Regions from separate parts of the Sus scrofa genome. Here region 1 is linked to region 2. The links are chromatin contacts, called in public HiChIP or PLAC-seq maps. All regions are on one chromosome and are shown on one strand. The core of a region is the stretch at or near the end of the contact, and the rest is flanking DNA. Distances in the headings are between cores, read along the strand shown. Region 1 overlaps LOC102165506 (a long non-coding RNA gene). Region 2 has its middle 120 kb from the start of JUN.

Region 1 (5,927 bases), core at 3,379-5,878, 180 kb after region 2:
CAGAGCAATGATGAAAGTTCTGAGCCTTGGTCTTCCCTGTGGACTCTGAGCCCAAGAAGTGAAAATTTAGAGAGTGAGTGGAAAGGGCTAGGAGGGCAGAGTCTTTCCCCTACAGATTTACATACTGAGGGTCAAGGCCAAACCCAAGGCAAAATCCATCCTCTAAAACACCTCCAGGAAGTGAGACGGAAAAGCACAACTTTCTCTTATTTCGTAGGTGAAGCTCAAATCTCACCTAGAGACTGAGTTCAAACCTCCAGCCTGAGACTTTGGACCAGCCCTTCACATCCTCCGAGCCCCAGTTTCCTCATCTGTAAAATGGGCATCGTAGAAACCTCCCTGCCTCCAGGATCTCGGTGAGGATTAGAGGCAGTGTCCTGCACCTGGCCTGGTGCATGGCAAGGACTCACACACGGCCAGTGCTTGGCAGTACTAGTATGGCTGCTGTCATGTCCCAGAATAAAGCTATGTCCCTGGTTTCCTCAAAACTCATTTCTTTGACATGTAGGCCTTTTGTAAATGTGAACTTTTCCCTTTCTGTAGACTTCCCATGGTGATCTGGCCCCTTTATCTACAGAGGTGTCAAGGAATCTTTGTGAATCAGCCATCAAGTGTAGGCTGCTTGATGTGACTGGGGGATTAACTTACAAGTGACTAATTTTTGGAGGTGCAATTTTGTACCTTCCCACCAGTGGCACTGGGTACTGTGGCTGGGTGTAATTACTGCTGATGAGTTTACTGAGGGGCTCATTAAAGTGTCGGTATTAATATCCATATGAATACTTTCAACAAAACCTTTTGTTCTTGGAGGAGGCGGTGTGGGAGGTAGTTACAGGAACTGTCCTGCTTTTCCAAATTTAATTGTCTAAATACAGTGCTGTCTCAGCAATTCAGAACAATTTTTTTTTCACCCTCTCTTTCCTTTTTCATAGGGCTCTGCCAAAAGCCTACTTTGGCAATAGGAATGATTAGTTTGTGTTTCAATAAACTTGCTCCATCAGAGTCACTTTATCCCAGCAGGGCACGGGGAGTTGAAATGTGCTCTCTTTAACCAGGGTGAACTGCTATTTATTGGAGATGAGTCTGGGGCAGGAGCTGTGGGAGTATGGATAAAGAGGAGCTTAACAGCTCATAAGCAAGTCTTCTTTCTTTTAGCTGATGCTTTGGGCTACCCATGAATGTCAGGGTCACAGTCTCCCTAAAGACCCACCCCCTTTTCCCAGTCTGCTGAATTATTCATGGCTAACATTGCTCTGAGTGTTTGCCGTGGTGCCAAGCTTTGCTAAGTTAATTCTCAGAAGAACACACAGAACTATTATCAGCGGTCTCATTTTGCACATGGAGAAACTGAGTCTCAGAGAAGTTAAGTCATTTGCCCAGGTTCACAAAGAAATCAAGTGGTAGCATCAGTATGGAAACCCAGGTTTGTCTGATTCCAGAGCTCAGCTCTTAACCACACTCCTCTGCTGTCTGCAGCAGTTTGGTGGTTCCTGGCATCCCACCCTCAGGCTTGCATGGGGGTTTTAGAATTTTATAACTGGGAGGTCTTGGTTTGCCTGAGAATGAAGGGGTTCTTGTGATAGGCTTTCAGTTTTAAAACTTGGACAGTCCCAGTCAAACCAGGATGAGTTGGTCATCTCCTACAGCTGTCAGGTTGGCCAAAGAGGTAAGAGGTGCAAAAGCTTCCAGACTAGGATGAGGACTCAATACCTCTTCCTCTCTAAATATGTAGATGAGGAAACTCTGGGAGAGGGGTCATGACTTACCCAAGGTCACACAGCTCTTTAGTAGACAGAGCAGGAAATGGAAAATAGATCTTAATATTTTCATGCCATTTCTTTCCTCCAATGAGTGAAGCTGCAGAATTTAAGTCAAGTAGCATTTATTGAGCTCTGGGCTGTGGCAAGCAGCTGGGCTGTGGCTTAGCAAAAGCCCAAGAGAAATAGGAAGCTTCTAAGCAGTGCTGTCTAATGGAAACCTCCATGATGCTAAAAATGTTCAGTATCTGTGCTGCCCAATACGGCGTTGCCTAGCCCTGTGTGGCTAGTGTGACTGAGAAAGTGAATTTTATTGAATATTAATGTAACAGCCACTTATGGCAAGTGGCTACTGTATAGCACAGATCAAACAAATATGATTAGTGTTTCAGAGACATTTTCTTTCTCTAAGAGAACAGATTCGATAGTGGGTTCACTCTTGAAGATGAAATCATTTCTTGTTTTTAAAGCGAAGGGACGATGGGAACAGAAAGGAAGTACCACGTAAGGATGGCACCCTGGGTACCAGGACTAAAGTAAACATTAACTCCCGTGTTGTGGAGGACCATGGCCAGCGATGCTGTGTTTCTAACTGGCTTCCAAGTGATGCCAACGCTTCTGGTTTAGAGACCCCACTAGGTAGCAAAACCCTGTCTCTCTTAAAAAGCAAAACTTCCTCCCTTCCTTCCACTGCCAAGAAACACTTACAAGATACCTATGGAGAGGAAGAGACATTACCAGTTGTTAAGAAATTACGAAAACTCTGAGGAAGAGAGAGTTCCCTTGTGGACTTGAAAGAGGACACCTCTACCACTGGAGCTTTGAGGGCCAATCACACATCAGTTTCATCAAATGCTATAAAATCAACCAGGAGAGGATGGGGACACAAAGAACGTGTACTTCGGAATGAGGCCAGTTTGGGAAGGATCTCACTTCTGCTCCTTATCATCAATGTGACCTCATGCAAACCGCCACCCTCTGTTCATCCTTCTGAGCTTCCAGTTTCACCCTCCACCCTGGGGAAAATGAGGGTAATTCATGGTGATGGAGATGGTGGAAGAGAAATCACGTGTGTCAAGGGCTTGACTGAGCACACACTTCACGTGGCTTCCTCCTTCCCTCTCTCCCTCCTTCTCACGTCTCCTTTTTCTCTCACATCTCTGGGAGGTCTCCTCCAAAGGCCACTCTGAAGGGTAGAGAGACAATGGCATCTGGACTCAGGTCGATCCATCTAGTCTTTATCCCAGTTGGCCACTTTCGCCTATGAGCTCCAGCCAGGCCAGGAGTTCCATGCAAGGCTAGGACCCACTACTTCTTTTTACCTAGCACAGAAATTTCTTCATGCCCTCTTCACCATCTTATCTCTGTATGGATTGGAAACACAGAGAAGATGGGGGAGGATGAGAAAGAGAGAGAGAGAAGAAGGGAGAGAGACGGGGGGAGAGAAGGTGGGGGAGAGAGAGGAGGAGAGAGAGAGAGGAAGAGGGGGGGATAGAGAGGGGGAGGGAGGGAGCCAGAGAGAGAAAGGGAGAGAAGGAGGGGGAGACTGAGGGAGTGAGAGAGAGAAAAACATGTCTAATCACTAAATTGGGTCTGTGCTGAAATCCAAATAAATTAAGTTTTAAAGAAACGAAGTATGTGATTTCCTTGACAGGAAGCGGAGTTCACATGAAGGGCCCATGTTTTAAATGACTGTGATGACTTTTTGTTTGCACCTCCGAAGAGTCTTAGCAGCAAGACTAGAATGTTATTCTAAGAAGAGGGCAACTTTCTTCAGCAACTGTCCCCCTGGAGGGATGGTGACCCTACACTCCATTTTCCAACGTTCATCTTTCCCACGTCCCTGGTGGGGGTGAGGGGGGTCTCTTCACCAGGGTCCATCAGACTCCCAGCCAGCTGACTGGCTGGACTAGTCATTTGAACCCTCCTGGTTGTCTATGACCTGTCTGAGCCACCTACTGAACTGTAACCTGCTGGGTTAGCTATGTACTACCCCGGCAGTGTTTGGCATACACTTAGAGTTCAATAAATATTTGTTAAACATTTATTGAGTTCATTGTTTTGATAATCCCTAGGACAGTAGATTGCAGTATTGATTCCAATTCTTCAATCCATACTACCCTTCATCTCTGCCATGGCTAAGCTCCTGCTACGCCCCTTCCCCCCAGCCCCCAGAGTTTCTGATGCTATAGGTCTGGGGTGACGCCAGAAAAATCTCAACTATAAAAAGGGCTTAAGAAAAAGCTCCAAAGCATGCATTCTTCTTTAACACCAAAGGAAAAAAGAAAGAAGACCCGTCTTGATGAGCTTCCTATTTCTTTTTCTTCGATAAACTTGCAAAGAAGACTAGATTAAGATAAAAGTTGGACAAAGGCCACCCAGAAAGGAGAGCTCAGCTTTTAACGGTCCCTCAGCCTACATCTGATTAAGGACTGCCCTGTGACTGGAAAGCGTTTCTCCTCCCAGGCCCCGCTGGACCCAGATGTTCCCAGGCTGCGCCCCAGGCCTCACAGGGCTGGGCCTTTTCAGGGTCCGGGGTCCAGGTTGGGGGCCTGGGGATGCTGAGCTCCTGTCACCTCCCTCTCCTCCCAGCCTCCTTCCTTCCTTCTCTCCTGGCAGCAACTGTATCCTGTTGCTCTGAGCAAGGGCCCACAAGAAAGGCCAGTGGCAAGTTATTGTGCTGGGAATGAAGACAAATGAATCCCTTTTCTGTAGGGCTCCTGGCATCCGGTGGGAGGAAGGAAAGGACAATGCTTGGAGGGAGCTGGCTGGGCTGACCCCCTCCTGTTGGCTCTCCCCTCCCCTTTCCGGTGCAGCGTTTGTCAGCCCCAAAGCCTCCACTTCCTGAGCAATCATTAGATGCACGCGTGAGGTATGTGGTTCCCCAGTGCCCAGGCAGATTCCTGGCCCAGCCTCAGGAAGTGCAGGCAGAGTCCTGGGCTGGGACCCTGAAACGGAGAGAGTCTTGGCGGCTTCTCACCCCCCCTGCTACCCTGACTACTGCCAAATCACTTCCCATCCCTGGGCCTCTGTTTGGCATGCTTATAAGTGCCTTCTGTCTGCCTGAAACTGCTGTCTGCATCAGTGCTTCCCAAACCTCCGTGGGCACCAGAATCCCCTGGAGGGGGGCTTGGGAGCCTTGCACTCTGAATGCGCCAATCCTGCGTCTGGGCACACAGAGCAGACATTTCATCACTGGAAACGTTCTGGGATGACGCCCGGCCCCCTAGATGAAAGGATTCTCTCTCCCCTCACCTGGCTCTTTTCTAACTCTTTCCAATGAATTGGTACATGAGAGGTTGGAGGCACAGGGATTCCAGAAGTGCTAAGAGGTTGGGCAGAGACACAGGATGTTTTTAGGGAGTGCCTTGGGTTCAACACCTGTGGAAGAGGGCAAGGGCAAAAGTGGGACTAGCCAAGTGAGAAGGCACTCCACAGATGCCGAAAGTTAGGTCGGGATGACCAAGTCTCAGCACCCCTGAATCAAGCCGTCACTGGATTGGGCAGCCCCAGGAAGGGCTGTGACCTTTGCGGGCGGCTGGGGGGCAGTGGTTTTCCACAGCTGAAGCATCTGTGAGGGCTGTCTGTCTGCCCATGGCACTCCCAGCAGCTGGAGTCTTTAATGACCAGTTCTTCAGCCAAAGGGGATCTGGGTGGTTTAACACAGCATCCACCCAAATGTGGAAGGGCAATTCTGATGAAATGACATAAAGAACCAATGAATGTTTTTGAAGATGAGTAGTCAATGATTATGTTTTAAACCCCTGATCTTTCTAGGGCATTTTATATTTTTCGAAACATTCTCCCATATAAAAGCTTATTTATGATTTCCATTCTGGGTTCTGCAGGCAGGCTGGAGAGCCCTAGGTTCTAAAGGAAAAAGCACTGGATTTGGGGCAAGTGAGAATGCCCGAATCCCAGTTCTGCCACTGTTTGGCTGGGAGTCCCTGAGCAAGGTTCTCCTGTTTTCTGGGTCTACTCTGTGAAAAGGAAATGATCACACATAATTCACAGACTGGCTGTAAGGATTTAATTAAGGAAGAGATGTAAAACAGAGTGTCTGGCACGTGGTCAGAACTCAAGAAATCGTTAACAACACCAAAAACAACTTCAAAAAAAAAAAAAAAAGCAACAATACACATTATCTTCCCATTTTGCAAACAAAAGTAT
Region 2 (5,417 bases), core at 2,491-4,990:
TGCTCTGCTGTCTCCCAGGGTCGTAATGACAGCGCACCCATGTGCTGAGAGAGTCCACGTAGTGACAGAGAGGACAGGGAAGGAGCAGCTGGGAGGGAGGGAGGAAGGGCCAGAGCCGCAGAGGCAGTGGGTGGGACCGGCAGCCAGTGCTCCCCCGTAGACAGAGGGAAGGTTCAGGGGACAGGCTGGCTTCCTAGTAAACAGTGCAGCCAACTCTAAAAATACCCCTGCTCCAGACAGGCACCCTGAGCAACTCAGGTCTGCTCCAGCCTTCAGGGACCTCAGCCCCTTCCCTGGAAGGTCAAGGGGATGGGAGGAAAGTCAACTTGTAAAGAGTAGGATTTCCTTAGGGAGGAAACGATAACAATATTTCCTTCCTCTGCAAAACAGAAGGGGGACACTCGATTTTAGCAGCAGCAACAACAAAAGGCAAGAGGCAGCTTCCCTTGTTCCTTTGGTAGTTATCTGAGGTCTGGGCTCAGCTCAGGTCTAAGGCCTAGAGATGCATTCACAGCCTGGGATCAGGGAGCCGGGAGGAGGGCCAGGCTGGAATCTCTAGCTGTTCCCCTTCTTAGGTGTGTGACTATGACTCACCATTTGATGCCTCAGTTTCCACAATTATAAATGGGAATAATGATAATGTTTACTTCACTTGGGTGTGGGGAGGATTAAATGAGGTGCTATATATAAGGCTCTTAGCACACCATGCCTGACCTGTGGGGAACACCCAGAAAGGTCTTATTATTAGGGTATGTGGGAGGCTGTAACTGTGCCTCAATTCTAAGACGTAGTTTAAAGGAAGATTTAGTCAGAAGATCAAGGGAGTGGTATTGGATACAAAGACATGGGAAAGGTCTGAATCATAGAAAAGTCAAATCCACTATTGGACAGATGGGGAAACGGAGGCCTGGGGAGCAGAAAGTAGAAGTTGCGCCAGGCCAGGCATTGTCTTAGCAGCTGTAGGTTTAATGTAAAATAATGGTGTGATGAGACCGCTAAAAACCCTGGTGACAGGCAGGCTGCCCCGCTAGGAGTTAGGAGAATGAGGCCTTGCATTATATAGCACTTTTCTTTCTTTTTTTTCCCCATTTATAATGATTTTTATTTTTTCCATTATAGCTGGTTTACAGTGTTCTGTTAATTTTCTACTGTACAGTAAGGTGATCCAGTTAGCACTTGAATGTTGGAAAGCCCTTTCCAAGGTGAAGATGGGTGCCTTCAGATCATTGACAGAGGGTGCACTCTGAGGTGTGGGGGACACTTGATGGACACGGCCTAGCAGAACTCATCCCCAGGGCTGGTGACTGAGTTATCACTGCAGACGGCACCCTTGAACCCATGGGGGAGAGGCACAGGCAGGAAGAGCTTAGCTCGGCCTAAAGGAGAATCTTCTAAACCTGTGTTCTACGTATGGTAGACACTAGCTAGATGTGGCCATGGGGTGCCTGAAATGTGGCTAGTCTGGATTTTAAAGACAATAATAAAAAAAGGTAAAATATCGCCATCATTTTTTATTGGTTCCATACTGAAATGTTATTTTTAGATCCATTGAGGGTAAATAATATATATTGTTAAAATGAATTTTGCCTGTCCTTTTTAGTTTTTTTCTTGTGGCTTCTAGAAAGCTTAGAGCCATACTTGGGGCTTGCAGTATCTTTCGATTGGGCAGTGCTGTTCTAACCAGTGCATTTGTACAACAATGGAACAAGCTGTCTGGCCAGGTAGTGAGCCTCTCATTCATGGAGATGTTTTAAAAAGTTGTTGTTCATAGAAGTCTTATAGTTAGTGGGATAAACTCTGTAATCCTTTAATTCTGCTTCAGTTGTGGTTCCCAGCTGTGAGTCTCCGAGGAGCACTTGCCTCTTAGACCATGAAAAGATGTTACAGGAAAAAAGACTGATGGTCCATTTAATATGGGAAATTCTTGGTTGGAAAAAAAAAAAAAAAGTTAAGTTTTTCTCACTCCAGGACTTCACAGAATTTCTAGATACAAAATTACACTGTGGGTCTTTATGACAGGGACACTGTAGTCAGCATTCCCCATATTAAATTGGTCACAGAACATGACCAGGAAATAATTTATTATTAAGTTCATTCCTTAAGAATTGCTGGCCTCAAGTTCTTAAAAAAATTAAAATAAATAAATAAATAGATTCGGGAGCTCCCATTGTGGCTCAGTGGTAATGAACCTGACTAGTATGCATGGAAAGAGGATTCGCTCAATCCTTGGCCTTGCTCAGTGGGTTAAGGATCCAGCATTGCCATGAGCTGTGGTGTAGGTCGAAGATGCGTCTCAGATCCAGCGTTGCTGTGGCTGTGGCGTAGGCCGCCAACTGTAGCTCTGATTCAACCCCTAGCCTGGGAACTTCCATATGCCATGGGTGTGGCCCTAAAAAGACACTAAAATAAATTAAAAAACAAAACAAAACAAAACCAACAATGAAAAAACAACCAACTGAACAGAAAAACAAAAAACAAAACAAAACAAAACAAAAACCAAAACAAAACCACAGGTTGTGTTATCAAACAGGACTGAGTTAAATTTCTGGCTCAAGTCCTAGATGACCTTTGACATGCTATTTCACTTCAGTAACTGTAAAATGAGAGGAAGACTATTCACCTCAGTGTAGCTTTGAGGGTTACACTGAAAAAGTATATAGAAAATTCAGCGTCATGCCTGAGGCATAGTAGGTATTCAAAAATTGGCAGCTCTAATTAGCTAAAGCCTGAGTGGCTTAACTAAAGCTAAGCTCACACAAGAAATGACGGTGCTGGGAGAGATAAAAGAGCGGTTTGAGATTAACACTACTATATATAAAATAGATAACTAACAAGGACCTTATAGGTTTGTAATATCCTATGAGGGGAAAGAATCTGAGAAAAGATTCTGAAAAGAGTCTGAAAAAATATGTGTACACACACACACGTTTATAACCGAATCACTTTTCTGGACACTTGAAACTAAAACAACATTGTGAATCAACTATATTGCAATTTAAAAATCATTTAAAAAAAAGGAAAAAAAGAAATGACAGTATTAAACCTTGAGTTTCCTTCTCTGGGTCTTTCTGGTTCACCTCACCTCTCTTTACTAAATCAACAGCAAAGAAACCCAGTTCATGAAAGGAGATGGAAAGTCTCTTCAAATCTGGTGTGATTTTATAGGTCAAGTCGGTTTTAAACAGGAGACAACCATTTCCTTCTCTCCCTCCAGCCTTGTCCCCTCTATGTCAATCCCGGCCAAAGGAAGCGGCAGGGGGGCCTGGCGGGCTCCCCTCTCCTCCCCGCCTCCTCCCAGTTCCTGTTCCTGTGGTTCTCCGAGCCCCCAGCAGATGGGCCGCCCTTATCAGCCAGCTCCAGGCCAGAGGAGGAATCCTCAGGTCACATGCGGCTCCCCGCAGGGCAGGAGACCTTGTAAATAAGCACAACCCCAGCAGAGGAGGGAGGAGGGTCGCTGGAAAAGAATCCTTGACATTTTGGTGACTGGGCCGGGATTAAAGGCCACCAGGCCTAGCTCTTATTGGCCATTTCTGTGAGGAGTTGCCAATCCCTGGATTCAAGGCAGCCTTTAAATAGCCCTGGGAGCTGGGGCATTCCCAGTGTGCTTCTGCCTTGATCCAGGCCTAATCCCTTGCCCAGGACTGACCTTTCACAGTTTACAGAGCACTTTATCTCTTGGCTCAGTGGTGTCTCACAGGGCTCTGCTGAGAGAAGGGACTAGATCACTGCCCCCAACTTCTAAATGAGGAAACTGAGGCTTGGACCCTGAATGACTTCCTCCTGGCTACACAGCTGGCAGCGGTCGAGTCTGGGCTGAGATCCACATCTGTTCGGGCACCAAATCCAGAGGTCTGCCCATCACACCAGTGTCCTCCATTGTGGTCTTCCTTTGTGCCCAGCATCTGTGCCCCGACCCGCCCCCCTACCGCCCCACCACCACCGGGAACCCACATTCCCAGGAGGAGTGAGTGCCAAATGGGTGGATTTCAACATAATTCAGTGAATGAAGCCAGTCCAAAAACGGTCATACTCTATCATTTCCTGCATCTAGAACTCTAGAAAACGCAGGCTGATGTACAGGGTTAGAAAGCAGATGGGCCGTGGTTGGAGAAGGGAGGGAGGAGGGGAGAATGCAAGGGGACAGGAGGACACTTGGAGGTGGGGGTGATGGGTTCACAGGTGTGTAGGTAGTGAATTGTGTGCTTCAATTCACACAGCTTATTGCACTCAATGATACCTCCATAAAGCTATTAAAAAAGAGAAAGAGAAGAGAAGAAAAAGAATGCAGGAGTTTGGCAGAGTAATTAAAGAACCCTGAGAAGACTTAAAAGGGTACACAGAGTTCCACAGGCACTTGGGAGAGAAGAGATTCTTCTCTGAGTTGTAAAGATCAGGAAAGTGTTCTTGGAACAGGTGTCCGATGTGGCTCTAGGATGGACAGGGAGGTGTGAGGTCAAGGAAGATGAAGGTGGACGATGCAAGGAGTTGAGGGAATAGAGCGGGGTGTGCTCTTCCTCCCCATCCCCCACTTTCTTCTGGATCCTTAAAGGCCTGAGGTTAAAACAGCCGCAATTCTCTCTTTTCTTCAGAAAGTCAGACACCTGCCCTACTTGGCGGGCAGCTGCTTTTGCTAATAAGACTCCTGCCCTTCTCCCTCCCCCACTGTGCAGCTCATCCCTTTAGGTCTGGCTGGGCCCCCTCCCTGCCCTCTCCGATTTCCTCTCTTAACTGAACTGCCAAGTGCTTGCTGGGTGAGCCATCGACAGCCCCAGCTCCCAGGGCCCCGGGCACCCTTATTTCAGTCCCTTCCAAATCTCGCAAAAAGAAGGAGGTTTGGGGGGATGCATGTGGGTGTGTGATGCGATTCTAGGTACAAAATGAAAATAGCTTTTTTTTCCCTTTCGTAACCTTTGGCTTAGTAAATAGACAATCACTGGAAAATTTTGAATAATGACTTTCTTCAACGATATTGTCATACAGCAAGAAGAAACTCAAGCATCGTTACACTGGTGCACACTGATTATGGTTAATCTGGTCCAGAAGCAATTTGGTTGGCTGCTGTTATAGTTTGTAAAACATTAACTTGGGTTTGGATGATCCTGTTATTCATGACTCCACATAAGGGACCCTTCCAATGATGAATGGAACCACATATGAAATTGTGGGTTAGCTCTTGCTTTTCAGTTTCCTTGGCATGTGTGTTGATTTGAAACTGCCCCCTTTTAAAAATTGCCTTATTAATTAAATAACCCAGTCAGCCACATTCCCTCCTCCTAATTCAGCGCTCAAATGTAAGCTTAGTTCTGGAGTCAGCTTTCTAACCTTGGCTTAAGGGACATTAGTCACTGGGAGCAAAATGTGGCATCTGAACAGCTGTTCCAGGCATTCAGAGTCCAGGTTTGGAGACAGTTGGGGAA

The links. HiChIP or PLAC-seq counts read pairs in DNA pulled down with a chosen protein or histone mark.
Region 1: an H3K27ac HiChIP or PLAC-seq map of skeletal muscle shows a contact between it and region 2. The contact joins two enhancer-like sites. A contact is called at or near these places in 2 of 2 datasets of contacts at active chromatin or transcription factors (alveolar macrophages and skeletal muscle).

Annotation. Positions count from the first base shown.
Region 1 is chr6:153,391,137-153,397,063 of Sscrofa11.1, reverse strand. All of the region lies in intron 3 of LOC102165506 (a long non-coding RNA gene), which reads right to left. Among named protein-coding and RNA genes, the nearest start is that of FGGY, 180 kb to the right of the region's middle. Within about 2 kb of position 4,628, at least 16 of the 83 cell types and tissues checked have an H3K27ac peak or open chromatin away from gene starts, as enhancers often do. A contact at or near this core is called in skeletal muscle, where this site is marked.
Region 2 is chr6:153,565,779-153,571,195 of Sscrofa11.1, reverse strand. No RefSeq gene overlaps it. Among named protein-coding and RNA genes, the nearest start is that of JUN, 120 kb to the left of the region's middle. Within about 2 kb of position 3,740, at least 39 of the 83 cell types and tissues checked have an H3K27ac peak or open chromatin away from gene starts, as enhancers often do. A contact at or near this core is called in skeletal muscle, where this site is marked.